Linked DNA regions of Mus musculus: regions 1, 3, 4, 5, 6 and 7 are each linked to region 2. The links are chromatin contacts, called in public capture Hi-C and promoter capture Hi-C maps. All regions are on one chromosome and are shown on one strand. Each heading gives the region's core, a stretch centred on a gene start, on an enhancer-like site or on the middle of the called end of the contact. The rest is flanking DNA. Distances are from core to core; before and after follow the strand shown.

Region 1 (3,304 bases), core at 692-3,191, 1.1 Mb after region 2:
CACAAATTGTCCTTTTGACCTCTACACATGCTATGGCATGCCCCTGTGAGCACAAACACATAGGAATAAACACGACTAAAACATCTAAGAAAACCCTTAAGCTAAAAACAAAACAAAAACCCAACTTTGTATAAAAACAATCAGAATCAAGTCATTCACTGATAGCCAGACTTGAGATAACCTTATACAAGTTCTTAACACGCCACGCCACTCCCCAGAACCAATCCTGAGACTTACCAACTGGGTCCCATACTTGAACTGCTTCTTTCCAAGCTCATTCTCGTAATAAAACTCTTGGAGGAACTTCTTAACTTTTTCTACAAATATAAAATAAAAACCAAGTCTTTGCAGTGAGGTGTAAAGACCACTGCTGCCAAGGACTAGAGTTCAATCCCTAGGGCCCACCCACAGGTTGGAAGAGAACAGAGTCCTGCGGGTGTCCAGCACTATGATATGCCCGTGCGATCTCACACACACAATAATGTAACAAAATAATGTAAAAATAAATAAAATAAACAATCAACTTTCCTTTTAGATTCTTTATTTCAAACTCTTAACAGAAACCTAAGAAACCCACTTTCACTTAAGACGAAACCTATGAACTAGTTAGTTAAATGAACATTGAAAACAAATCGACCAAGTTCTCCCCAAAGTAGGCAGTGTTCCTTTTCACAAGTCCGTTTTTACACAGAGAAGAATATAGGTCTTCGGGCAGCTACAAGAGTCTTACCCAACCTTCCCAAGAGAATTCCACACTCTGTCTTAATTAGGAATCTCAGTTTCTTCAATTCTCTCAGCTCGCTCCCAATCGACTTAAGGTCCTCGGCTCTCGCTCTACCAGTACAACTCTTTTTCTTAGGCTCCCGCCAGGACGTCCGCCACTAGGCCTCCTCTGCACTCATGCCCGGCTCCCGCCACTGCTTCCGCTCTTAGTAAACAAAGAAGCACATGGGCCCAGATTCCAGCCGCCTCACAGCCCAGGATTCCTCCGCCCGAGACGGGTGGCCGAGCGGGGATTGGCCAGAACGCCAAAGGGCCATTCGGGTCCACCACACTGCCACCTTTCGCCACCGGGCGCTTAGCCTCCCAATTCTAGGCACGCCCCTACCTACTGCAGCTATCTCCGAGGCCACCGCGCGGAAGGACACTGTTTACACACGACAGTCCCAAGATCGGGTAGCGCCACTTCCGCCCGCCTCTACTTCCGCTTGGAGGGCGGCCGAAAACAACCAATCGCGGCGCGTAGCGGTCTGGCAAGCCCCGCCTCTGGACTTCGGCCAGTCTCCAGTGGACGCGGGAATTCGCTAGCGCCCCGAGCAGCAGAGGCTGGCCCAGTAACCTAGTCCCTTGGGTCACGTATTGAATGCATTGAACCAAGTCACCCGGTCTCTACCGAGCGCGCCCCTCCTTTGTGGACTCCACTGGGTTCTCTCCATAACACAAACACATCACCTTTTCCAAGGAGGATTGCTTCCTCCATCCTTGACGCCCACTGCTTATTGCAGGCGCAGTTCGCCTGTCCTCGGAGTCACAGATCCCGGCTCACTCCCCCTCCCCCGCCCGACCCCAAGACTCCAGCACCCCTCAACAGGTGCAGGTAGAAGTTTCCCTCCGAGGACGCCGCCCCCAGCCCTATAGATCTTCACCTTTTTCGATCGCGTAGTCCTTAAGCGCCATCGCTGCCGGGGACGGTGTGGCAGGACTTGAAGGGCTCAAAAATCTCTCTCTGGGGAAGCAGAAAACGAACGCGCGGCGGGACGTAGCCGGCCAACCGAAATTGGCGCGAAACGTCGTCACCCATGTGACCCGTGCGGCTGAGAACCCGCCAATCAGATAGGGGGTTCCCAACTGCTGCCAGCCCCTAACTTTAACCAATCAATGGACGAGTCTAGATTGAATGACAAGGGGCTTGAGGGCGGGCCGTTGAAAGATTGCCAGATCCTGGCGGGTTGGACACCCTGTTTCCCGCGGTTCGAAATTAATGCTCGCGAGTGTGTGTGTGGGAGGAGTGTTTCTTAAAGCGCCAGCCTCCGTGCGGCCTTTTGTTCCGCGTCCACAAGGCGGGGTGGGTTCAACTTTCACCGTGTTCTCGTCTATCCTCCAGAACCGCCATGATTTCCCAGTTCTTCATTCTGTCTTCCAAGGGGGATCCGCTCATCTATAAAGACTGTATCCTTTGACCCGGGAGACGGGGTAGGGTAGCTGGGTAGAAATCGAATCCAGATCAGTCTGTGTCGCCTGTTCCTTAACTATCTTTCCACCTGGCTAGTCCGCGGGGACAGTGGTGGTCGTGATGTGGCAGAGCTCTTCTACCGGAAGCTGACGGGACTGCCTGGAGGCGAGTCCCCGGTTGTCATGGTAACTACTGTGGTTGGTGTGCAGGGCCTTAGAACTGTGGAGGTGGGTGAGTGCCTCCTCCCTGTCAAGGGCAGCTTGGTAGGAAGCTTGGGGGCGGGGGTGTGTGTGTGGGGAGGATTTGTTTATAAATGTTTTGAGTACTAACAAGAAGCCAGTTACAGAGCCATGCACCCTATTTTTTGACTATCAACAACTTTGAGAGGTAGATACTACCTTTCCACGTTAGGCGGCCAGGTCTTAGATCTGGGGCATCGCCCATCACTAGTAGACCTCAGGGTGCCATCTTGCAGGTTTCCTTACTACAATTCTGGTCTTTTCTTAATGGCCTCTGTCCTCAACTCTGCCTCAGTATCACGGTGATCGTCATTTTATTCACATCAGACACAGTGGGCTCTATTTGGTGGCCACAACCTTAGAAAACGTCTCTCCTTTCAGCCTTCTGGAGCTGCTTTCCCGGTGAGTAGAGTTGGGACAGGCACTTAAGAAGGAGGGCGTGTGAGGTTTATTCACACATAATTTGCTGTGTTTCCTTAGGCTAGCCACTCTCTTGGGTGACTACTGTGGCTCACTCAATGAGGGAACCATCTCACGCAATGTGGCGCTTGTCTACGAACTCCTGGATGAAGTGCTGGTAAAGCCCAAAAACTTTGGTCTTTTTAAGTTTATTTATTCACGTGTGTGTGTGTGTGTGTGTGTGTATTTGCCCACATCACTGCACATGTGTGGAGATCAGGTATCTTCTACTTGTTGTAGAATCTGCTAAATCCAATATAGATCCACCATAACTCAAGCACTAGGTCAATGCAGATGACAAAAAGGTATTGTAATCAAGCCAGTACTGATCAGTCAGGGCTGTAGAACAGACTCCTGAACTTGCCTAGCAGTTAAAGGCTGACACCACAAAGTGGAGGGGAGTGGGGTGAGCTGTAGCACTGTCCAATCATAT
Region 2 (3,434 bases), core at 279-2,778:
GAAGTCAGAGATACCTGGGCCAAGTCCCTAGCTTGGTCCTGTCTTCCCCCGCCCCACAAACACACTTCATCCTAGCCCCTCCCCTACTCTTTCCTGGTGTCCACACTCACCTGGATGTTTGGTACGTTCTGGCTTGTGGGAGGCACTAGATACCAGGGGAAGGGTTTTTTTCTTCCACTTTGTTCTCTTTACAGACACTCACCAAACGTAAACATGCGACCGGCTGTAGGAAGTGCTGAGCCTGTGGGAAAGATGAGACCAGGTAGCCCCCAGGCCTCAGAGATAGAATACTCTAATTAGTAACATACCAGGTCAAGGGCCAAAGGTAGGTGTAGCCCAAGCCCTTCCCGTCTCATGTAGCCCAGGCTGGCCTCAAACTTGGCCAAGTAGCCCAGGATGACCTTGACCTTCTGAACTTCCTGCCTCCACTTCCGGAGCCCTGGGAAGTTTATGTAGCACTGGAGAAGCAACCTAGGGCTTCTTGTGAGCTAGGCAGCCCTGCTCCTGGGTCTAGCTCCAAGCTTGTGCTCCTCCTGCCTCAGTCTCCTGCGTGCTCACATCACAGGCAAGCACCACCACGTTCACCTTGCCATGGGTCCTGTTATCAGTGGGTGCTAGGACTCAAGGGGCAGCCAGGAAGGACACACAGGTCAGGGGCATGCGAGCACTGTGCTTTTCGATGTTGGACAGGGTCCCGCAGTCTTTGTCCATCCATCTGTCTGGGAGGGTGTCCTGGGAGGGTGGAAGGGGCCCTACTTCCTGCCCCATCTAGCTTTGAAAATAACAACAGATCAAGATGAAGGCTCAGGGAGAAAAAGTTCATCTCCTTCCTTTTCCTGGACCTGGGGGTCATGTAGATCTGGCCTGACTCCTGGAGTCCTCTAATTTTACCATTCCTACCAAACTCATTCTAGAATCCCCTGGAGGGAAGGTACTGTAAGTCCCCAGCACGGTGGCGACTTAATAAAGAAAGCTGGAGCCCGAGACAGGAAGCTTGCCACAAATTTGAGGCTAGCCTGGGTTTAAAAGTGAGTTTCAGGACAGCCTGGGGCTACAATAGTGAGTTCTGGTTGAGCTTGCCCTACAGAGAGATCTAGCCTTGAGAGAGAGAATGAGAGCGATCACTTTTCTTTTTCCCCAGTGTTGGGAGGAAAAAAAAACAAACAAACTCGGAGTGGGGGGTGGGGGTGCGGTTGTCTACACTCAGTGAGTGTAGGATTCAGGACACAAGGTGGGAGGTGGGAGGCTGAGGGACAGGGCCTGGCTCCAAGCTTGTCCTCCCAAGCTTCTCAGGTCCCCTCTGCCCTCTCTCCCCTCCCTTCCTTTCCCTCTCCCGGGCTTTCTCACTTCCCCTTTCCTCCCTCCCCTCCCCCCAGGCTAGTCTTTCTGGGTGCTGGCTCTTAACCCCATCCGCCTTCCCGGGCTCTCCTTACCCAGCCACAGCTGATCCTGGACTCTCCCAGCAGGACCGGGGAGCCCCGAAATCCCGCTACCGCCAGCAGTTGACTACCTGCAAGAGAAACAAAACTGAAAGTAATCGTACTGTGGTGGTGCAACTTCCGTCCCCGGCCCGGGACAACTACTCTGGGGCGCAAGCCCCGCCTTCCTCACCACTCCACCCTGGAACCCTCCCTCCCCTCTGGCCGGGGCAATAAGGCCAGACCCGACTCCAGCAGGAAGGTCTGGGGGCTACAGGTTAGGGCGACTGGTAGCCCCAGGCTCAAGCTGTCAGCTTGTGTGTGTGTTGCAAACAAGACACTGCCCCAGAATCTATTCTCTGAGCATGTTTATCGGGTCAGGATGTTTATGTGTGGCAAGGAATGACAGATGAGCGATTGGGCCAGTGGGCGAGGCTCCTCGTGGGTCCTTTGCTAACCGTTGAAGCTGTGAGCCCCAGATAAGAACATTTCCAGAGCTTAGCGCAGTCTTTCTGGAGGAGGCTGTCTAGAGATGTGTTTGAGGAGGTCTCGGAGCATTTGGGGGCTTTCCCGGGGCAAGAGCGTTCTGAGAGCAACAGGTGTGCAGGGACAGAGAAATGACATCCGAAATCCTCAGCCTTCGGTGGTGGGCCACAGCTGTAATCCCTGCGCTGGGAGCTGGAGGCAGGAAGACCAGAGGTTCCATGCTAGCTAGCCTCAGATACTTGGCAAGTTTAAGGCCTGTGAAGCTTGAAAGAATCACAGGGGACCGTGTGAACCGTGGAAGACAACAGACGTTGTAGAGGGAGGAATTGACTAACATTGTTGGATGCCACAAACCAGGTAGTCAATCAAAATGAGGACAGGAAGTCATTGGGGTGGTAGCAGACCTAACATGGTTCACCTTGTCGATCTCCCTACCCTTTTATTCTCTCCCCCAAATTTTTGCTTCATGCTGGTGTAAAAGCAACATATTCAGAAAAAAAAATGTACTTTGGGTGTTTTTTTTTTCTTATGTATATATTTAGACAAAGTCTCGTTATTTAGCCCAGGCTAGCTTCAAGATCCTTCTGCCCCAGCCTCTTGAGTGTTGGTATTTCAGGTGTGTACCACCACCTCCATCTTTGGAAATTTTTTTTTTTTTTTTTTTTTTTTTAGCCTAGAAAAAAAAGTACAATTCCAAGGGGAAGGCCTGGAAAAACCAGACAGCACAGAAAGACAAGAGAGATTAAGGTTGCACTGGGGTGGACTCACCCCCATATGGCTCAATGGCTTACAGTGGTAGAAAGCTCGCCTGGTATGCCCGAGGCCCTGGATTACACCCACAGCACCTAATAAACTAGGCATAACCCCAGCACTTGGGAGGCAGAGGCTGGAAGATCTGGAGTTTGAGGTCATCTTCAACATATAGCGAGTTCCAGCCAGCCTGAGACATGTGAGACCTTGTTTCAACAAACAGAAAAGGATGTGGGCTTTGGAACAGGGGACACCAGAGTCCCTCGCTCTCAAGCCTGGTAACACCTCTTGCCAGCGGAAAAGCAGGAATTCCAGCAGAGTGAATTCCTTTGCTGTGAAGGTTGCCGACTTGAGAGATTCCAAATAACAGCATTAAAATAGCTCTGATGGCAAGATGGCTCAGCGAATAACGGTGCCTGCCACCAAACCTGAGGACCAGCGTCAGTTCCCAGAACCCACCTGGCAGGAGGGGATTGACTCCACAAGCTGTTCCCAAACTCCACATCCAGCCCATGGAGCTTGTGTGCCCCCCCCCCACACACATGTTCATAATCAAGTTAAACGTTTAAAACGTGTTAAGATAGCAATGGACCAGGCTTGAGGCTTAAAAAATAAGATCCAGCCGGGCGTGGTCGCACACGCCTTTAATCCCAGCACTCAGGAGGCAGAGGCAGGCGAATTTCTGAGTTCGAGGCCAGCCTGATCTACAGAGTGAGTTCCAGGACAGCCAGGGCTACACAGAGAAACCCTGTTTGGAAAAACCAAAAACCAAAACCAAAA
Region 3 (3,428 bases), core at 336-2,835, 1.0 Mb before region 2:
TTAACCACTGAGCCATCTCTCCAGCCCGATCTTATAGTCTTTAAGTAACATACAAACAATAATTCCTTGGGGGTACTTTTGGCTATTTTATTTTAGTAGAGAGTGAGATCCCCATCAGAGACTAACAAAGCTTGGTGTTTTTGCCGAGGACCAGAGTTTGGTTCCAAGCACCTACAGTAGGTGGCTCCAATTTCAGGGGGAATCTGATACCCTCTTCTGGCCTCCAGAGGTACTGCATATGTGCACATAGCATAATAAAATCTGGTGGAGTGGTGCTGATGACGCACCCCTTAATTCCCAGCACTTGGAGAGGCAGAGGCGAGGGGAATCTCTGTGAGTTTGAAGTCAGCCTGGTTTATAGAGTTCCAGGACAGTCAGGGTTACTCAAAGAAACCCTGTGTCAAAAAAAAAAAAAAATCTGTATGTATGTCTGTATCCCCAATGGAATCTTATTTTGGGGTAAAGAAGAATAAAATGATGTCACTCGTAGCAGAATTTTTGACCAGGACACTCAAGGACCTAGGTTTGGTCACCAGTATGGGCAGCGATGGCGGGCTGGAATGCAGATCTAGGGCTAGGTAAGTATGGTTCACTTGCTAAACTGCTTTGCAAGCAGAAGAATCACTCGTTCCCAGGACTAATGGATAGCTGGGCATGGTGTTGAACTCTTGTAAAGAACTCCAGAAGTGGGCAAGATGGAGAAAGGTGGATCCTGGAGTCTCACTGGCCAGCCAGTCTAGACTACTGGGGAGGTTTCAAGCCAATGAGAGACCTTGTGTCTTACAAGGTGGGGCAGAGGAGATGGGTCAGTAGAAAGACTCCTGCCCAAGTCTGATAATCTGAATTTGATCCCTGGGACCCATTTGGTGAAAGTAAAGAAAAGATTCTTGCGGGTGTCCTCTGATTTCCACTTGGGACCACAACATGTAAGCCACACCCTAATCAATCAGCCAATAAAAAACAAAAATTTTAAAAAGGTAGCCAGAGCCTGGAGGTGGTGGTGCAGGCTTTTAATCCCAACACTTGGGAGGCAGAGACAAGTGAATCTTTGTATTCGAGCCCAGCCTGGTCTGTAGAGAGAGTTCTAGGACAGCTAGGGCTACACAGAAAAACCCTGTCTCAAAAATAAATAAATAAACAAATAAATAAATGGTGGACGGATCTTGAAGAATGAAATCGGAGGGTGATCTCTGGCCTCTACCTGCACACCTGAACACACACGAAACCACAATACAAACACGCCCCAAACAATCCTGTTTTCCAGATTTGATGTCCTCAAACTTTCCCAACTGCCTGAGTCTTCACATCTTTCCAGGTCTGTCACAGACAAGTTACTCCCAGCGTGCGGCCATTAATGGATTTGCAGCTATGCTGCACACCCAGGTCCCTCCGTGAGCCTGGGCTCTCTCTCTGAGAATCGAGAGCACCAGGAGGGATCCTGGTGGTGGAAGAATCTCCGGGTGCCAGCAGCTACACTTCGGGGCAGGCCCCGCCCGCCCTCCCTTCCAGGTGGCCAATGAGGGACGCAAGCCGCATAGGCCGCGCCCATTCTGGGCATCCAGGACGCTGATTGGTCCTTCCATGCAGTGTCTCCCCGCCCCCGCAGGAGGGGCGGGGAGGGGTGAATGGAGTAGCGGAGATCCCTCAGCCCCAGCGCTCCCCTCTCTGGCCTCCGCACCCGCCTGCCTGCAGCGCCACTCGCACTGTTCCCCCTCCTTACCCCGAGAGGGGACCCATGAGTCCGAACCCCTCCCCGCCAGGCCTCCACGTCGCCGACCCGCAATGGCCAAGCGCAGTTCGCTGTCCATCCGAATCGTAGAAGGGAAAAATCTGCCCGCCAAGGACATGTGAGTAGTGGGTACGGGTGGTGGCCACCCCAACTTTGATGGGATCCCCTTTTATATACTTGACCTTTGCGGGGGGTCCTTAGGGCTTCCCCACAAGGAGAGCAGCGGAGAGGATGTGGCGTGTACAGCCACGGAGGGGGACTGGCTACGAAAATGGGGACAGCGAGATTTGCTGTGAATACCTGACAGAGTGGAGGGGCAAGCTAGAGGCGGAGGGCTAGAGACAAGGGAGGGGCTTCTCCACCTGGGAACAGCAGGAAGCCAGGGCTCATAGGGGGGCAGGAGTTTTAAAAGACTGAAACTGGCACTGGGATGGCATCGCAAGAACTGCCCAGGGTGTGGCTGAAAGGGGCGGAGTGTCCCCCCCTCTCTCTGTAGTTTGGGAGTCCATAACAACCCCAAGAGTTGTCCGCCGGACTTGTTCGCTATTCGCTATTCATTTGGGCAAGGCATGCAGGTGTGAAAAGTGGGGGTGGGGGTGTAGGTCAAGGGGACAGGAGGGATGCATAGAGGCAGGATTTAGAGTCTCCCTTGACTTTGCCGGGCCTCTCCCTTTAATCGCTCCCTGCAAGGCATTTCTCCTCGGACCACTTTACAGATTAGAAAACCGATGCCGACAGACAGGAAATGTTAGCTGGTGGTGTCAAAGCAAGGTCGTGAATCTAGGGCTCCTAAAATGCATTACCGTCCTTCATAAAGCTTCCTCTAATCCATCGCCAGATTTGGGGAGCTTTCGGACACCCCTTTGTCACACTGTTTTTAGTGAGTTCCCGAGGTCAACTGCGTGACTCCTAGAACGTGTCTCGTGGCTTTCTTATGTCCTCATTTGCAAAGATTCAGTTTCCCTTTCTGGACCCAAGTGCTTGAAATCCTAGTGTCGGGGAGAAGCCACGATCATAAAACCGAAGAAAGGGCGGGGCAGAGGCCTAGGGTTCAAAGTGCGCTCCGGGTCCCGGTGGGTTTCCTGGCTACAGAGAACTGAGAATTGGGGAGGTGTGTGTGTGTGTGTGTGTGTGTGTGTGTGTGTGTGTGTGTTCATCTCTCCGGCGGGCAGGCGGGCTCTCCCAGCACTCTCAGTGCCAGGAGCGGTTCCAGTTCAAGGCCCCCTGGGCCTGAAGAGGCCAGCTCAGCAGTTGCCATGGCAATGGGGAGGGAGGAGGGTGGGCTGACTTAAGGTGGGTTTCTGTGCATAAAGGGAGGAGGGGCTCCAGTGGAAATTAGGTCTCTAGGGTGGAGGCTGGTTGAGCCTCCACAGGGGATCTCGGGCCCCAGCTCTCCAGGCCTTCTCAGTCCCCTACACCCTCCCGCAAGCCCTTAGGCCCCCCTCCCTTCCCTGGGCATTGGTAAACCAGGTCATCTTGGCTTCCTCTGGCTGGTGTCTGCTGGGAGGAGCAGCCCCTTCCGTCTGTCACCTCCTCCCCATCCCTGCCAGCAGCTGGCTCTGGCGCCAACCTCCAGAAGCTCTTGGGCTGTGCCTACCTGGGCCTCACCCGTGGCTCTGGGACTCTGAGAAGAGGTCTCCACGCCCAGGAAAGGGGCCACCCAGGGCCGTGTGTCCTGATTCTGGAATCTCTTTCCTGG
Region 4 (3,258 bases), core at 697-3,196, 1.1 Mb after region 2:
TCTCGGAGTCAATATACTAGATATTAGATAGTAACCGATACTGGTAAATGTTGAATAAAGACAATCTCGCGTCTTGAAAGCCAAGTGTAACCTTTTGGTTGCCTGCCCCTCAAAAGACACTCAATGGAGTAGGGGGATAGGGAGTGAAAGGTAGAGGCCTTCCAACGCCCCTCCTCCTGCTCTTCTTTCCCAGTGTGAGACGATGCTGGAGGAGTTTGAAGATGTTGTAGGGGACTGGTACTTCCACCATCAGGAGCAGCCCCTCCAGCATTTTCTCTGTGAGCGGCATGTGCTTCCAGCCTCTGAAACTGGTAAGTGTAAAGGACAGACTCCTCCCCTAGCTTCCCAGCTGTTCCCGGCATTAACCCTGAGGTTGTTTTCTTCTCATTCCACCCAGCTTGTCTACGGGAAGCTTGGACTGGAAAGGAGAAGATCAGTGATGGGCAGGAGGAGGCAGATGACGAAGAGGAGGAAGAAGAAGAAGAGATAACCAAGACTTCAGGCAATCCCAAGCATGACCCAGAAGATCTTTGACCCTTACTTTTGAACCCCAAGGATGGGTCGTGGAGAGTTTTCTAAACTCTTGTGCTCTCCCGTCCTTCCCCGCCCCTAGGCTTCTAATGTCTTCTTGGTATGATCTCGGCTATGATCCTGGGGACCCAGAATGGCAACAGGAAAGGAGAAGGGTAGGGGGGAAGAAGCAGAAGCAAGTTTTGCCTTCAGGGTTGAACCACATGCAGCCACTTAATTGAACAAGTATGTGGTGACAGTTTTGAAACTTTTCTCTACGTTTTACTGGTCTTCACCTGCACCGATTGGTCAATAGTGGTGTGAGCTGTGGGAAAGTCACTTTGCTTTTTAAAGGGTCTATTTTAAACCCTTTCAAGAGGCCAGAGAAGAGCGAGCAGCGCAATTGGTAGAGTGCCTGCCTAGTATGGACAGTGATGGGAGTTGAACCCTGATGTGGTGGCATACCGCTGTAATCTCAGCACTCAAAGAAGCGTTGGCAGGAATATCAGAATACCATCCAGCTACTTGGCAGTTCGGGACCAACCAGAGCTGAACCCTGTCTTAAAGTAAGAAGCCAAAAAGAGACCCTCAAGAACCAATATACACTGCAAACATGAGGCCGTATACCATCAATCTGTGAATAAGAACAGGATGCTGGAAGAGAGTGAAGCAATACTCGGGTTAGATGGGGTAGACATGTGGGCTATATTTCCTATTTCACAGGTGCCATATTTTCTATATTGCTATTAAACCTTTTATATATATATCAGCTGAGTCCCATTTCAAACATGCACACATTATCGATGAGGGAGCACCCAGACAGTGGGGCCATTGGCCTGCTATCTATTAGTTGCTAATGGTGTTCTTATAATTATCCACCCCAAGGATACTGGTTGGGGTTGGGAAAACAACTGTACCACTAGGACTTGGAAAAGAGGATCAAGAGCTCAGTCTTCCTCAGCTATGTAGCGAGCTCAAGACCATCTTGGTCTCCTTGAGCCCCTGTATCAGGAAAATAAAAAACAAAACAAGAACTCAGAAGTTAAGTGTAATACATAATATGAACTATACAGGATTAGGATTACGCCGTGGTTCAGGCGCGGTAGTTTGTACGGAAGCCCATAAAAGGCAAAAAATCTCGCGTTTTCTCACCTTTTGAGTTTTCCCAGCGTTAAAAAACAAAAGAAAACAAAAACCCTTAAGGACAGCGATAGTTTAGTTTCAAAGTAGACAACAGCTAGAATAAAGAAGTAAAAGATATCTTTCAGATGTGGATGCGTGAGAACCTACCGACTATAAGCCTAAGGGGGGACTGACCAAAAGAATCTAGGAAGTCTTGAGGTCGCATGGAAAGGCCAGTTGGGCGATACCATCTTCAGCAGGGGTGGTAGTGGAGGGCGATACCACTTTAAGATCTGGTGGGTAGCAAACGAGTTGCACCTTGGAAAGAGTGGCGGGGCTTGCGGTAGGATTTTGGAGGGACTGGGCAGACGTCCGTGGCGGGGTAAATCTCCCTTGTCATGAACGGTCCAGTGCGCACCGAGCCCCTGCATGGTGAGATCCCTTTGCTGGCGTCCAGCGGCTCCTACTCCGTGGTGGTTCTGCTGCGCGGCTACGCGGAGCCGCAGGGAGCGGGCGACGCGGTGCGTGCTGATGGCACTGTGACTCTCGTCCTGCCTCGGGGCTGGGCCTCGGACTCCAGCCGCGGTTTGGCCCCATCCGCAGACGGCGGCTCTAAGACTGCCCTGGAGGAGGCGGTGCGTGGCCCCATCCTCGTGGACACCGGGGGACCCTGGGCGCGGGGTGCGCTGCTGGAAGCCCTGGCTACACAGGGCGTGGCCCCCGAAGATGTGACTCTGGTGGTGGGCACCCACGGACACTCGGATCATATTGGGAACCTGGGGCTGTTTCCCGAGGCAGCTTTGTTAGTCTCCCATGACTTCTGCCTTCCCGAGGGTCTCTATCTGCCCCATGGGCTGTGTGAAACGCAGCCCTTGATACTGGGCTCGGGACTGCAGGTGTGGGCCACGCCGGGCCACGGAGGACAGCGGGACGTGAGCGTCGTAGTGGAGGGCACCAGCCTGGGCACCGTGGTGGTGGCTGGCGATGTGTTCGAGCGACTTGGTGACGAGGACTCCTGGCAGGCCCTGAGCGAAGACCCAGTAGCTCAGCAGCGGAGCCGGGAGAGGATTCTGAGCGTAGCTGATGTGGTGGTGCCTGGTCACGGAGCCCCCTTTCGAGTGGTCAGGGAAACAGTGAAAAGTTCAGAGGATTTGATATGTGAAGGCAAGGCGGTTGCTTGACTGGACTCCAGTCAGGAAAGCCCCTTCCAGCGAGGAACCGGCGTCAGTTGGTCCGGGAGACCTAGAGGACACAGTCAAGACAAGCAATATTTGTCACGTGCAGCTTTCTAGGAGGCAGCTTCCAAACAGGACAGAATGATTGACATCAGTCCCCTTTAATCATTGCAACCTAAGCAGGACAAAGGACTGGCTTAGATCCACATCCTCCATGAGCCTCCGTAAAATATAGGAAAAAAAATAGTTAAAATATGTATTTGGGATGTGCGTGTGTGCCTGTGGAATTCTGAAGGCTACTTTGGAAGAGTCGGTTCTCTCCATCCTGTGGGTCCCCAGGATCGAGTTCAGGTTGTCGGACTTGACGCCAGGGACCCTTTACCTGCTGAGCCATCCTGATTTATATTCTTGTTAGGACCTTCAAAAATAAAAATCGACCGCAAGTCATACT
Region 5 (3,310 bases), core at 716-3,215, 1.1 Mb before region 2:
TGGGGAGGACCAAGGATCAACTGTTTAAGGCAGTCTTCCCCTTTGGGATAATGAAAGGGATTTGGCATTAGCACTGATGGCCATACACCTTTATAAATATCTTTTCTTTCTTTTTAATTGAATTAATTTATTTTTGTAGTTAGGGGACTACACCCAGGGTCATATGAATGCCAGACAATTGTTCTCTTATTGAGGGGCTATCCCTAGTGTGAATCTTATGAAAATACTGAAAACCACCAACCTAGGGCTGTAGAGAATTTGCCTGGAATACCCTAATGAACAGCTCAGGGGTGACTCAGCAGTAGTGTTTGCCTAGAGTCCCCCAGTGAGGGGCTAAGGGTGTGGCTCAGTGGTAGAGCCCCTGCCTAGAATCCCCCAGGGAGGGGCTGGGGTGAGGCTCAGTGGTAGAGCCCCTGACTAGAATCCCCCAGGGAGGGGTTGGAGGCGTGTGTGTGTGTGTGTGTGTGTGTGTGTGTGTGTGTGTGTGTGTGTGTGTATGTGTGTTAGTTTGAATGAGAATTCCCCCATAGGCTCATATGTTTGAATACTTGGTCCCTATTTGGTAGAACTGTTTGGGAAGGGTTAGGAGGTGTGGCCTTGTTGGAGAAAGTGTGTCACTAGGGGTGGACTTTGGAGTTTTTAAAGCCATTTCCAGTGTTTTCTTTCTATCTCCTACTTGAGGATCAGTATGTGAGCTTTTGCGTATTTCTACTGCCACGCCATTGCTCCACCATCATGGACTCTAACCCTCCAAACAGCAAGCCCAACTAAATGCTTCTTTTATAAGTCGCCTTGGGCATGGTGTTTTGTCATAGCAATGGAAAGGTGACTACATCAGCATGGATGCAAGGAACTGTGTACCAACCAGGTCTTCAATAACAAACAAAAAAGGCACATTCATGCTGCTGTAGTAGTGCACACATGAATCCCAGAATTTGGAAAAAGGTGGCAAGAAGATCATGAGTTCAAGGCCAGCCTGGACTACACAGCAAGAATTCCTAGTTGGCCAGAGATTCTTAGCAAGATCTGTTTGAAAAGCATACACACACACAGGGTCACTGGTCTGTGGGTCTTATAGCGGGTGTGTGTGTGTGTGTGTGTGTGTGTGTGTGTGTGTGTGTGTGTGTGTTTGGTTGCCAGGTTGCTTGCAGAAGCTAGCAGTGCCTATCTGTGATCACAGGGGCATCAAAAGTTCAAAGACTGCCAGGCAGAGAGAGACACACGCCTTTAATCCCAACATTTGGGAGGCAGAGGCAGGTGGACCTTTGAGTTCAAGGCCAGCCTGGTCTACAGAGTGAGTTCCAGGACAGTCGGGGCTACACAGAGAAACCCTGTCTGGAAAAACCAAAAAAGGAAAAAAGAAAAAAAAAAAAAAGAGTTCAAAAGTCATCTTCTGTTATATAGTGAGTTTGAGGCTAGTCTGTACTACATGGGAACCTGTCTCAAAAACAGACAAACAAACTTAAAACGACATAGAATAAGACTCGTAGGGTTAGCACTCAGGAGACAGAGGCAGGCAGATTTCTGAGTTCGAGGCCAGCCTGGTCTACAAAGTGAGTTCCAGGACAGCCAAGGCTACACAGAGAAACTCTGTCTCGACAAAACAAAACAAAACAAACAAACAAAAAGGACTTGTAGGGTTTGTATAAACAAAATGTTTGTCAGTCACCAAAGGCTGTCCCGTCCTTTCGGAGGACTAGTGCTTCCACTGGAGAAGGAACGGACATTCCGAGCTGGGGAAGACATATCTCCTTGGGCACAGGCTACATGGAGGGCAGGCAGTGTCTGGGAGCTGCTTTGGGGCTGGACTAGGTCAGGGCCAGCCTACCACACAGGCTCTCCCCTCTCCTCACTTCCTGGATAAGGATGGATGGCCAGAGGGTGGCTCCTGGCACCCAGAGTTCAGGAATCCTAGGCATGTGGTTCTGGGCCCAGATAGAGGAGGGGAGTCTCCCTCCCAGGGCCAGGGAGTAAGGTGGTACCACAATTTAGACATCAGCTTTGGGATGGAGGTGACTGGGGGGTCACGTGAAGGCCAACCCTAAATGGCTCCTCTCCCTTAGTTCTGGAGTGGGGCCCCTGTTCAGGAGCCCACTGAGCCCCTCCCTGGGGTGGGCTGGGAGCAGGGAGGGGTGAGCTCATAGGTTCAGGTCTTTCCTGTTCTCCTGGCAGTCCAAGTGACCAGCAACTGTAGGCCAGAGGTGTCGGAGGTGGGGTGAGACAGGACCAGCCCCTAAGCCTGGTCAGGCCTGATCAAGTGCTGTGGCAGTCATGGTGCGAACGCGGTGGCAGCCTCACCCTCCGCCGCCCCTGCTTCTCCTGGTGCTCGTGTGGCTCCCCCAAAGCCTGAGTCTAGGTGAGTGGAGCTCTTGCAATGGATGCCCTTAGCCAAACCTAGGGTTCTGGGAACCTATTACACCTCCTGGACCGAGAGAATCGGGGAGGGGAGGGGGAGCCCCACAGAACAGCAGTGCTTATCTCGATTCTCACCTTTGTCCCCCATGGCTATAGACCTGATTGCCTACGTGCCGCAGATAACAGCCTGGGACCTGGAAGGGAAGATCACAGCCACTACATTCTCTCTGGAGCAGCCTCGGTGCGTCTTTGATGAGCATGTCTCAACTAAGGACACCATCTGGCTAGTGGTGGCTTTCAGCAATGGTGCGTGCTGAGGACTTGGGGTCTTGGGGTGAGGGCATGGGCTGAGAAGAGATACCCGAGGATCTGGGTGGATGGTAACATTGACCTTGTCTCTGGGTGTGAGGGTCAGGACTGTAGATTAGATTAGCCAGGGATGTGTTGAGCACAAGGTGGGCAAAGCCTGTCCTTTTTTTTTTTTTTTTTTTGAGACAGGGTCTGCTGTAGCCCAGGTGACCTTAAACTTCTGAGCTTACTGCCTCCACCTTCCAATTGCTGGGACGGTGGGCATGCACAACCATGCCAGTCCATGTGGTACCAGGGATAGAGGCCAGGGTTTATGCATTGCTAGGCAAGTACAACCTTCCTAATGCTGACGCCCCTTCAACGCAGTTCCTCATGCTGTGGTGACCCCCACCCCAACAAAAAAATTATTTCATTGCTATTTCATAACTGTAATTTTGCTACCAATACGAATTTTTAATGTAAATATCTCATGTGTGATCCTGAGTTGTTGGAGCCCCGATGGGGATCGAGACCCATTATGTCACCTGGGGAAGTGGGGTCACGCCCTCTGCAGATCGCTTCCTGGGACAGAAGCAGTCCGCTGCTCTCTATTCCTTTAAAATAACTGTCTTGCACTTGCTTATTTATTGTATGTAGCAGTCCAGAC
Region 6 (3,230 bases), core at 496-2,995, 1.0 Mb after region 2:
GGCAGAGAAGTAGACAGATCAGAGTTTAAAGCCTGCCTAGTGTGCATAGAGAGTTCAAGGACAGCCAGGGCTACGGGGAGAGAGAGCTGTCTCGAAAACAACAAACTACAGAGTAAAACCATCCAGGTGTGGGCAGGGCCTTTCTCTTGCCCTGTTGATTTGGGGTTTTTTTTGGTTTTTTGGAGACAGGGTTTCTCTGTATAGCCCTGGCCGTCCTGGAACTCACTTTGTAGACCAGGATGGCCTCGAACTCAGAAATCTGCCTGCCTCTGCCTCCCGAGTGCTGGGATTAAAGACCACCTGGCTGTAAGCACAGGTCAAGAGAGGCTTCGCCTCCTGGATCCTTTCCTCTTTCTTTGGAGTAACTCACTATAGGATTAAGGTAGCGATGACTGGAAACTTAGCACCTTTTGTGCAGTTCTGAGGTTTTTGTTTGTTTGGTTTGGTCTTTCTTTATTGGGTAAGAATCAGGCTATAGCCCAGACTAGCTTGGAATTCACTGTATAGGACAAGTTGGCCTTGCTTCATTTGCCTCTGTGCTGGGATTAGATGTGAGCAAGCCAATTTGGCTAATTCCTGGAAATTCACATTAGGTCATTGTTTCTCAAACTTGTAGGTCGTGACCCCTTTGAAAGTTGAATGACTCTTTCACAGGGGTTACCTAAGACTATTGGAAAACACAGATATTTACATTACTGTTCTTATCAGTAGCAAAAAAAATACGGTTATGAAGTAGTGACAATAATAACTTTACGGTTGGGGGTCATCACATGAGAAACTGCATTAAAAGGTCATAGCATGAGGAAGGTTGAGAATTTCTGTTTTAGGTTCTACCAGTTCTGTATGATTAAGGGGTCAAAATGGGGAAATCGGGTTCAGTTTATGTCTAATATAGGTACTTAAGAAGTACGGAGGGTAAAGGAATGTGCTAGGAACTACCAGCAAAGACCATCACATACTGTCTTTTCAGTACACCCTAAGAGAGCTGAAATGGACTAAGGTTCTCTGTGTTCAACTAGGTTCTCAATGTTTTAGCCAGCTAATGCACTGGACATACTCGGCCACTTCTGCAGGGAGCCGGCCCCAGCATGTCCACGAAAAGGTATCAGTCAGTAAGCTTAAAAAAAAAAACAAAAAACAAAACAAAAAAACCCTATTCATAGCCATAGGACATGAGATCTTGGTGAGGTTACGGAGGACCCGAGTTCGCACCTCCTCCCAAGCCCTAGTTCTCACTGCGACCCAGAACTACTGTCTGGTTTTCCGATCCAATTAAGGAAAAACTTCCTTCTCCTGCCCTCACACAGAAATCGGTGTGCTGAGAGTACCAAGTTAGGGTGGCAATCTGTCATCAGTTGTTTTAAAGAGAGGGAGACCTCCGTAGCGACGCTAGGAATTTTAAACACTGGGGCTGGGGACGGTAAGAGACACAAAAGCAGACCCGGAGTCCCATTACGCGACACCCGGGATCACGCTGCGCGCCTGCAGCTAGGGTTGCGGAGCTGGACAGCGACTGCAGGAGGAAGGTGGGCCCAGAACCCCGGCGGGCCGCGGACGTGTGAACACCAACCCCCTTCCCCGGAGACCACAACTTCCACCTCACCGCGAGTCCGGGAGATGGCCCCACTCACCCTGGGGACAGGGACGTAAGACTTAGGGGGCCGGACACGAAACAGGTCCTGTTGGACCCTGTTACAGACCCACACAACGGAGAACAGAACAAAGAACGGAAACTGCCCCTCCCCATATCGTTTCCGGGTCGTCCTTTCTCACCACCCAGGACAACAAATGCCCACTTGCTCTCTCTAGGAAAATGGGAGGTCTTCATCTCTCGATGGTACGCTGATGGTGCTGTTCTCGATGGTGCTGGGAAACAAGGGCACCAGACTGCGCCACTTGCTGGCCAGGTTGGGAAGGGACGATGCGTAAGCTGAAGAAGTTGGAGGTCCAGGAAATTCAGGGCACAAGTTCTAGTGGCTCTGAGAGAGAGAGTACACCATCACCTCCATAGCAAGAGAGAGAGTACACCATCACCTCCATAGCAAATATATGAAACTTGAAGAATCCTTTAATATAAATGTGCACCATTGGCTGGTCGTGATGGCGCACGCCTTTAATCCCAGCGCTGGGGAAGCACAGTCAGGCAGATCTCTGTGAGGCCAGCCTGGCCTATGATACAAAACAAAACAAACAAACAAAAAAATAAATAAATAAAAGTGCACCATGGGTTTTGGTTTTTGTTTTGTTTTTCTGGTTTTTTTTTTTTTAAGATTTATTTTATTTATTATATGTAAGTACACTGTAGCTGTCTTCAGATACCAGAAGAGGGAGTCAGGTCTTGTTACAGATGGTTTTGAGCCACCATGTGGTTGCTGGGATTTGAACACAGGACCTCCGGAAGAGCAGTCAGTGCTCTTAACCACTGAGCCATGTCTCCAGCCCCCGTTTTTGTTTTTTTTTTTTTTTTGTTTTTTTGTTTTTTTTTTTTTACTCATCAATTTTTCTTTAATTATTTTGAACATTCTCACTAATTAAGAAAATATTTTATTTCAAAACTTCTTATAGTAGAAAAAAGGATTACCTTTTTAACATGATTTCTCCACTGCTTGATAAGTATAATAGTTATATTTTTAAAATTTGGAATTTATGTTGGTGCTAATGATATTATATCCAAAATAGCACCATGGGTTTTTTTTTAAAGCACTCAGCACTCAGTTTTTAAAAGATTTATTTTAACCAGGCAGTGGTGGTGCACGCCTTTAATCCCAGCACTTGGGAGACAGAGGCAGGTAGATTTCTGAGTTCGAGGCCAGGCTGGTCACAGAGTGAGTTCCAGACAGCCAGGGCTACATAGAGAAACCCTGTCTCAAAAAAAGCAAGACAAAAAATTATTTTAATAGATTTAATATTTATTTGAAGATTTAGTATTTTAATGAGTGTTTTTCTCCTGCATACACACACACATACACACACACCTGATTCAGATATAGGTCAGATGAAGCCATCACATCTTCTGGAACTGGAGTTACGGTAATGAGTGGCCATATGAGTGCATGGAATCTGGGTCCTCTGGAAGAGCAGCCAGTACTTTTTTTTTTTTTAAAGATTTACTTATTATTATTATTATATCTAAGTACACTGTAGCTGTCTTCAGATGCCCCAGAAGAGGGCGTCAGATCTCATTACAGATGGTTGTGAGCCACCATGTGGTTGCTGGGATTTGAACTCAG
Region 7 (3,179 bases), core at 465-2,964, 1.0 Mb after region 2:
CTGAGCATAACCTAAAATACCTGATCACCCAACCTCCAACTCGGAAGTGCTGGGGCTACGATTGTGTACTGGCATACCTAGCTCTAATTATTAATATATATAATGTCTTCAGAGCTAGGTAAATAACTTGATGATGGAGAGAAGTGCTAGCTTGCATAAGGCATTGGGTTCTACCCCCCTCCCCCAGCACAGAAAGAAAAATCTATAGTGGTAGAACAAGCATACACAAATAGAGAATCAAAATCTTGTCTCAGCTTTGCTATCAATTTACACTCTAGTACACACTGGATCTGATCTGCCAAGACACTGCTTTCTTCATACATAAACAAGAACTCAGGCAGATTGTTCTCTGTGTTTTTGATTGTAATGGCTATTCCTGGTTGTCAACTTGACTCTATCTGGAATGAACTACAATCCACCTGTGATCCAGATCTTGAGGCTGGAAGAAGATTCTGACCTGGATCTTGGCATGGAGATCTTGAGGCATAGTGGCCATGAGAAACTTAGGTCCATGCCGGGCATGGTGGCTCATGCCTTTAATCCCAGCACTTGGGAGGCAGAGGCAGGTGGATTTCTTAGTTCGAGGCCAGCCTGGTCTACAGAGTGAGTTCCAGGACAGCCAGGGATACACAGAAAAACTCTGTCTTGAAAAAACAAAAAACAAACAAACAAACAAAAACAAAACAAAACAAGAACAACAAAAAAGAAAAACTTAGGCCCAGGAAACTAAGGCAAAGAGATCTCTGAGTTCTAAGAGCCAGGCATGGTGGTACACACTTAATCTGGGCCACACCTTCTGCTAGAGATTTGCTTAAGGACATTGGAAGAAGGAAGAGTCCCTCTTCTTCGGCTGCTTGCACTTACTTGCCAGCACATCTGTTGGAATCTACTTCTACAGACGACCAGCTGGAACACCTAGCTTCGTGGGACTGAGCAACTACTAGATTCTTGGACCATTGCTGGGGTACAGACTGTAAGTTATCACAATAAATTCACTCAGTATAGACAGACATTCCCTTAGTTCTGTGACTCTAGAGAACCCTAACTGTTACAGTGCTCATGTACACAGTGTGTTTGCAAACATGTGAAGGCCAGAGGTTAATGTTAGCTGTCTTCTTCAATTGCTTCTCTACCTTGTTTTTGAGACAAGGTGTCACTGATCTGGAGCTAGGCTGCCCAGACAACAGACTGCAGGGGTCCTCCCAGCACTCGGATTACAGGCATGTGATGTACCATAGTCTTTTTATGTGGTGCTGGAAATCCAAATGTAGGTCCTCACGCATGAGCTCTTTACTCACTCACTGATCTAGAGGCAAGTGGATCGTTTATAGAGTTCGAGGTCAGCCTGGTATACATAGAGTTCCAGGCTAGCTAGGGCTAATGACATGTTTGTCTCAAAAACAAGGCAGTGGTGGCTCATGCTTTTAATCCCAGCACTCGAGAGGCAGAGGCAAGTAAATCCCTGAGTTCGAGGCCAGCCTGGTCTATTGAGTGAGTTTCAGGGCAGCCAGGGCCGCATAACCCTCCAAAAACCACCCACCCTCAAAAAAAGAATGAACGAAAGAAAGAAAAGGGAGGGGGTAGGAAGAGAGAATGAGAATAAAAAAAGAAATAGGGGGAGAAACAGATCACAACCAGGACAGTCGCAGCCTCCGGTGAAACAGGATACCGACAACGCTCGGATTCCTAGAGGGGCGGCTGCTCCCCCTCCAGAGGGGCGGGGCTCTGACGCGCTTCCGGTGGTGCTGTCGTTCAGCCGCTGTGAGGATTCCAGACTCCAAAGCGGTTCTGAGTCACGGTGAGCCTGCGAGTCCCAGGTTAGCCTAGCGGTCGGGGAGCGTTGGCCAAAAGATTTCGAGAGGGTGGGACGGGTTTAGCGACTGTGGTTCTGGTTCGGGGAGTTCCTCCATGGTGGTTCTGGGAGATTGAGGAGGAGCGCCCCGCCCAGCCGTCGTCGGCGCCCGCTCTAAGGAAAGGCTTTTCCACCCCCGAGGGCTCCCTGGAACAAAACCCTGATTCTTTTGCTTCCGGAATCGCATTTCTAGTCTCTCCGTTATTGTCTGTTACCTGACGGAAACTGCCCTCTTTCTTCCCCAGCAAGAGCCCTGAGATCTAAACTCAGAACTAATTGTTAAGAATAAGCCCAAGTGTAGAAACCTCTGAAAACCCGAATCTCCTCAGTCTTGAGTCTTGTCCAGTCCAGGCGGGGAATTGGTCCCGGTGGGCTTTGTGCGCACTGGACAAGGATTTGCTCAAGTCTGGAAAGATTTTTAGACGATCGTTTGTAAAACGCGTATAGGATAGAAAGGTGATTGATTTATTTGGTGGCTGACATAGTTGGAAATCTGTTGAAAGGGGACACTTAAAGAATTGTGAACAACAACAACAAAATCAATACAGGAAAATTGTTTTTCAAGTGGTGGAAGGCTTCTGAAGAGAGACTGAGTATTGGTTCAGGGCTATTGAAATGATGCAGAATTTGGCTCACTCTGAGCTACTAGATCTGCCCAGTAGTTATGCTCTTCAGAATTATTGGCCTGCCTGGAAGCTTTTTGAAAATTAGTTTGCTCGGTTTGAGACGGGGTCTTACTGTATGGCCTACACTGGTGTATAATTGGTGATCCTCCTGTCTCTGTTCTCTTCAGTGCTGTAATTACAGGTATGCACCACCACGACTTCAGCTTGGAGTTTCCAAGTGCAGAGTGTCTTAAGGGCATTATCTACTACAAGGTAATAATTGCTGTTCATTTGATGCAATCTGTGATAGTTTGATTTGTTTACACTTCGTCTTGCACAGAATGAATTTGAGGCTGATTAAGGGAGTGTGTGTGTGTGGGGGGGGGACTTATAAACTGTAGAATTCGCATAAAGGAGGGAAAAATTGGGAAGTGACCAAAAGCCTGCTGCTAGACTTCGAGAGTTAGGTTTTTATTTTTTTACTCTGTGTGTGTGTGTGTGTGTGTGAGTCAAAGGATAGTTGGCATAGTTGACTGCTTCCCTTCCATTACATGGACACCAGTCTCAAAACAGGCAGCAGGTCGGTTGCATTTGTTACCCACTGAGCCATCTTGTCAGTTGAGTTAAACCTTTAGATAGGGGCTGGAGAGATGGCTCAGTGGTTAAGAGCACTACTGGCTGCTCTTCCAGAGGTCCTGAGTTCAAATCCCAGCAACCACTTG

What was found. Promoter capture Hi-C pulls out the DNA fragments that hold promoters and counts their contacts. Capture Hi-C pulls out chosen DNA fragments and counts their contacts.
Region 1: a contact with region 2 is called in a promoter capture Hi-C map of liver, with 2.0 times the contacts expected there. The contact joins the promoter of Ap4m1 here to the promoter of Trim56 in region 2. A contact is called at or near these places in 9 of 39 promoter capture datasets (3T3-L1-derived adipocytes, the C10 cell line, erythroid cells and 4 more), 1 of 484 Hi-C or Micro-C datasets (B cells) and 1 of 9 other capture datasets (liver).
Region 3: a contact with region 2 is called in a promoter capture Hi-C map of liver, with 3 times the contacts expected there. The contact joins the promoter of Rasa4 here to the promoter of Trim56 in region 2. A contact is called at or near these places in 2 of 39 promoter capture datasets (both in liver) and 1 of 115 datasets of contacts at active chromatin or transcription factors (pancreatic cancer cells).
Region 4: a promoter capture Hi-C map of liver shows a contact between it and region 2, with 4 times the contacts expected there. The contact joins the promoter of Mblac1 here to the promoter of Trim56 in region 2. A contact is called at or near these places in 2 of 39 promoter capture datasets (hippocampal neurons and liver).
Region 5: a capture Hi-C map of embryonic stem cells shows a contact between it and region 2, with 2.1 times the contacts expected there. The contact joins the promoter of Upk3b here to the promoter of Trim56 in region 2. A contact is called at or near these places in 3 of 39 promoter capture datasets (hippocampal neurons and liver) and 1 of 9 other capture datasets (embryonic stem cells).
Region 6: a promoter capture Hi-C map of liver shows a contact between it and region 2, with 4 times the contacts expected there. The contact joins the promoter of Zfp113 here to the promoter of Trim56 in region 2. A contact is called at or near these places in 8 of 39 promoter capture datasets (3T3-L1-derived adipocytes, the C10 cell line, fetal liver and 3 more) and 2 of 9 other capture datasets (embryonic stem cells and liver).
Region 7: a contact with region 2 is called in a promoter capture Hi-C map of pre-B cells, with 4 times the contacts expected there. The contact joins the promoter of Zscan21 here to the promoter of Trim56 in region 2. A contact is called at or near these places in 2 of 39 promoter capture datasets (the 3T3-L1 cell line and pre-B cells), 1 of 115 datasets of contacts at active chromatin or transcription factors (large pre-B cells) and 1 of 9 other capture datasets (adipose tissue).

The regions. Positions count from the first base shown.
Region 1 is chr5:138,170,080-138,173,383 of GRCm38.p6, forward strand. It overlaps Ap4m1 (adaptor-related protein complex AP-4, mu 1), which reads left to right and starts at 1,942. Exons shown (of 15, transcript NM_021392.4): 1 at 1,942-2,169; 2 at 2,270-2,358; 3 at 2,708-2,814; 4 at 2,893-2,989. The coding sequence starts at 2,112. It overlaps Mcm7 (minichromosome maintenance complex component 7), which reads right to left and starts at 1,804. Exons shown (of 15, transcript NM_008568.3): 1 at 1,647-1,804; 2 at 238-317. The coding sequence starts at 1,677.
Region 2 is chr5:137,114,679-137,118,112 of GRCm38.p6, forward strand. Trim56 (tripartite motif-containing 56) reads right to left here and starts at 1,529. Exons shown (of 3, transcript NM_201373.4): 1 at 1,434-1,529; 2 at 111-275.
Region 3 is chr5:136,082,331-136,085,758 of GRCm38.p6, forward strand. It overlaps Rasa4 (RAS p21 protein activator 4), which reads left to right and starts at 1,586. Exons shown (of 21, transcript NM_133914.3): 1 at 1,586-1,847. The coding sequence starts at 1,783.
Region 4 is chr5:138,192,368-138,195,625 of GRCm38.p6, forward strand. It overlaps Mblac1 (metallo-beta-lactamase domain containing 1), which reads left to right and starts at 1,947. Exons shown (of 1, transcript NM_177878.3): 1 at 1,947-3,254. The coding sequence starts at 2,031. The coding sequence ends at 2,813. It overlaps Cnpy4 (canopy FGF signaling regulator 4), which reads left to right. Exons shown (of 6, transcript NM_178612.4): 5 at 194-311; 6 at 398-1,527. The coding sequence ends at 534.
Region 5 is chr5:136,036,531-136,039,840 of GRCm38.p6, forward strand. Upk3b (uroplakin 3B) reads left to right here and starts at 1,966. Exons shown (of 6, transcript NM_175309.4): 1 at 1,966-2,356; 2 at 2,512-2,661. The coding sequence starts at 2,272.
Region 6 is chr5:138,153,999-138,157,228 of GRCm38.p6, forward strand. It overlaps Zfp113 (zinc finger protein 113), which reads right to left and starts at 1,746. Exons shown (of 5, transcript NM_019747.4): 1 at 1,632-1,746.
Region 7 is chr5:138,115,191-138,118,369 of GRCm38.p6, forward strand. It overlaps Zscan21 (zinc finger and SCAN domain containing 21), which reads left to right and starts at 1,715. Exons shown (of 5, transcript NM_011757.3): 1 at 1,715-1,817; 2 at 2,646-2,730.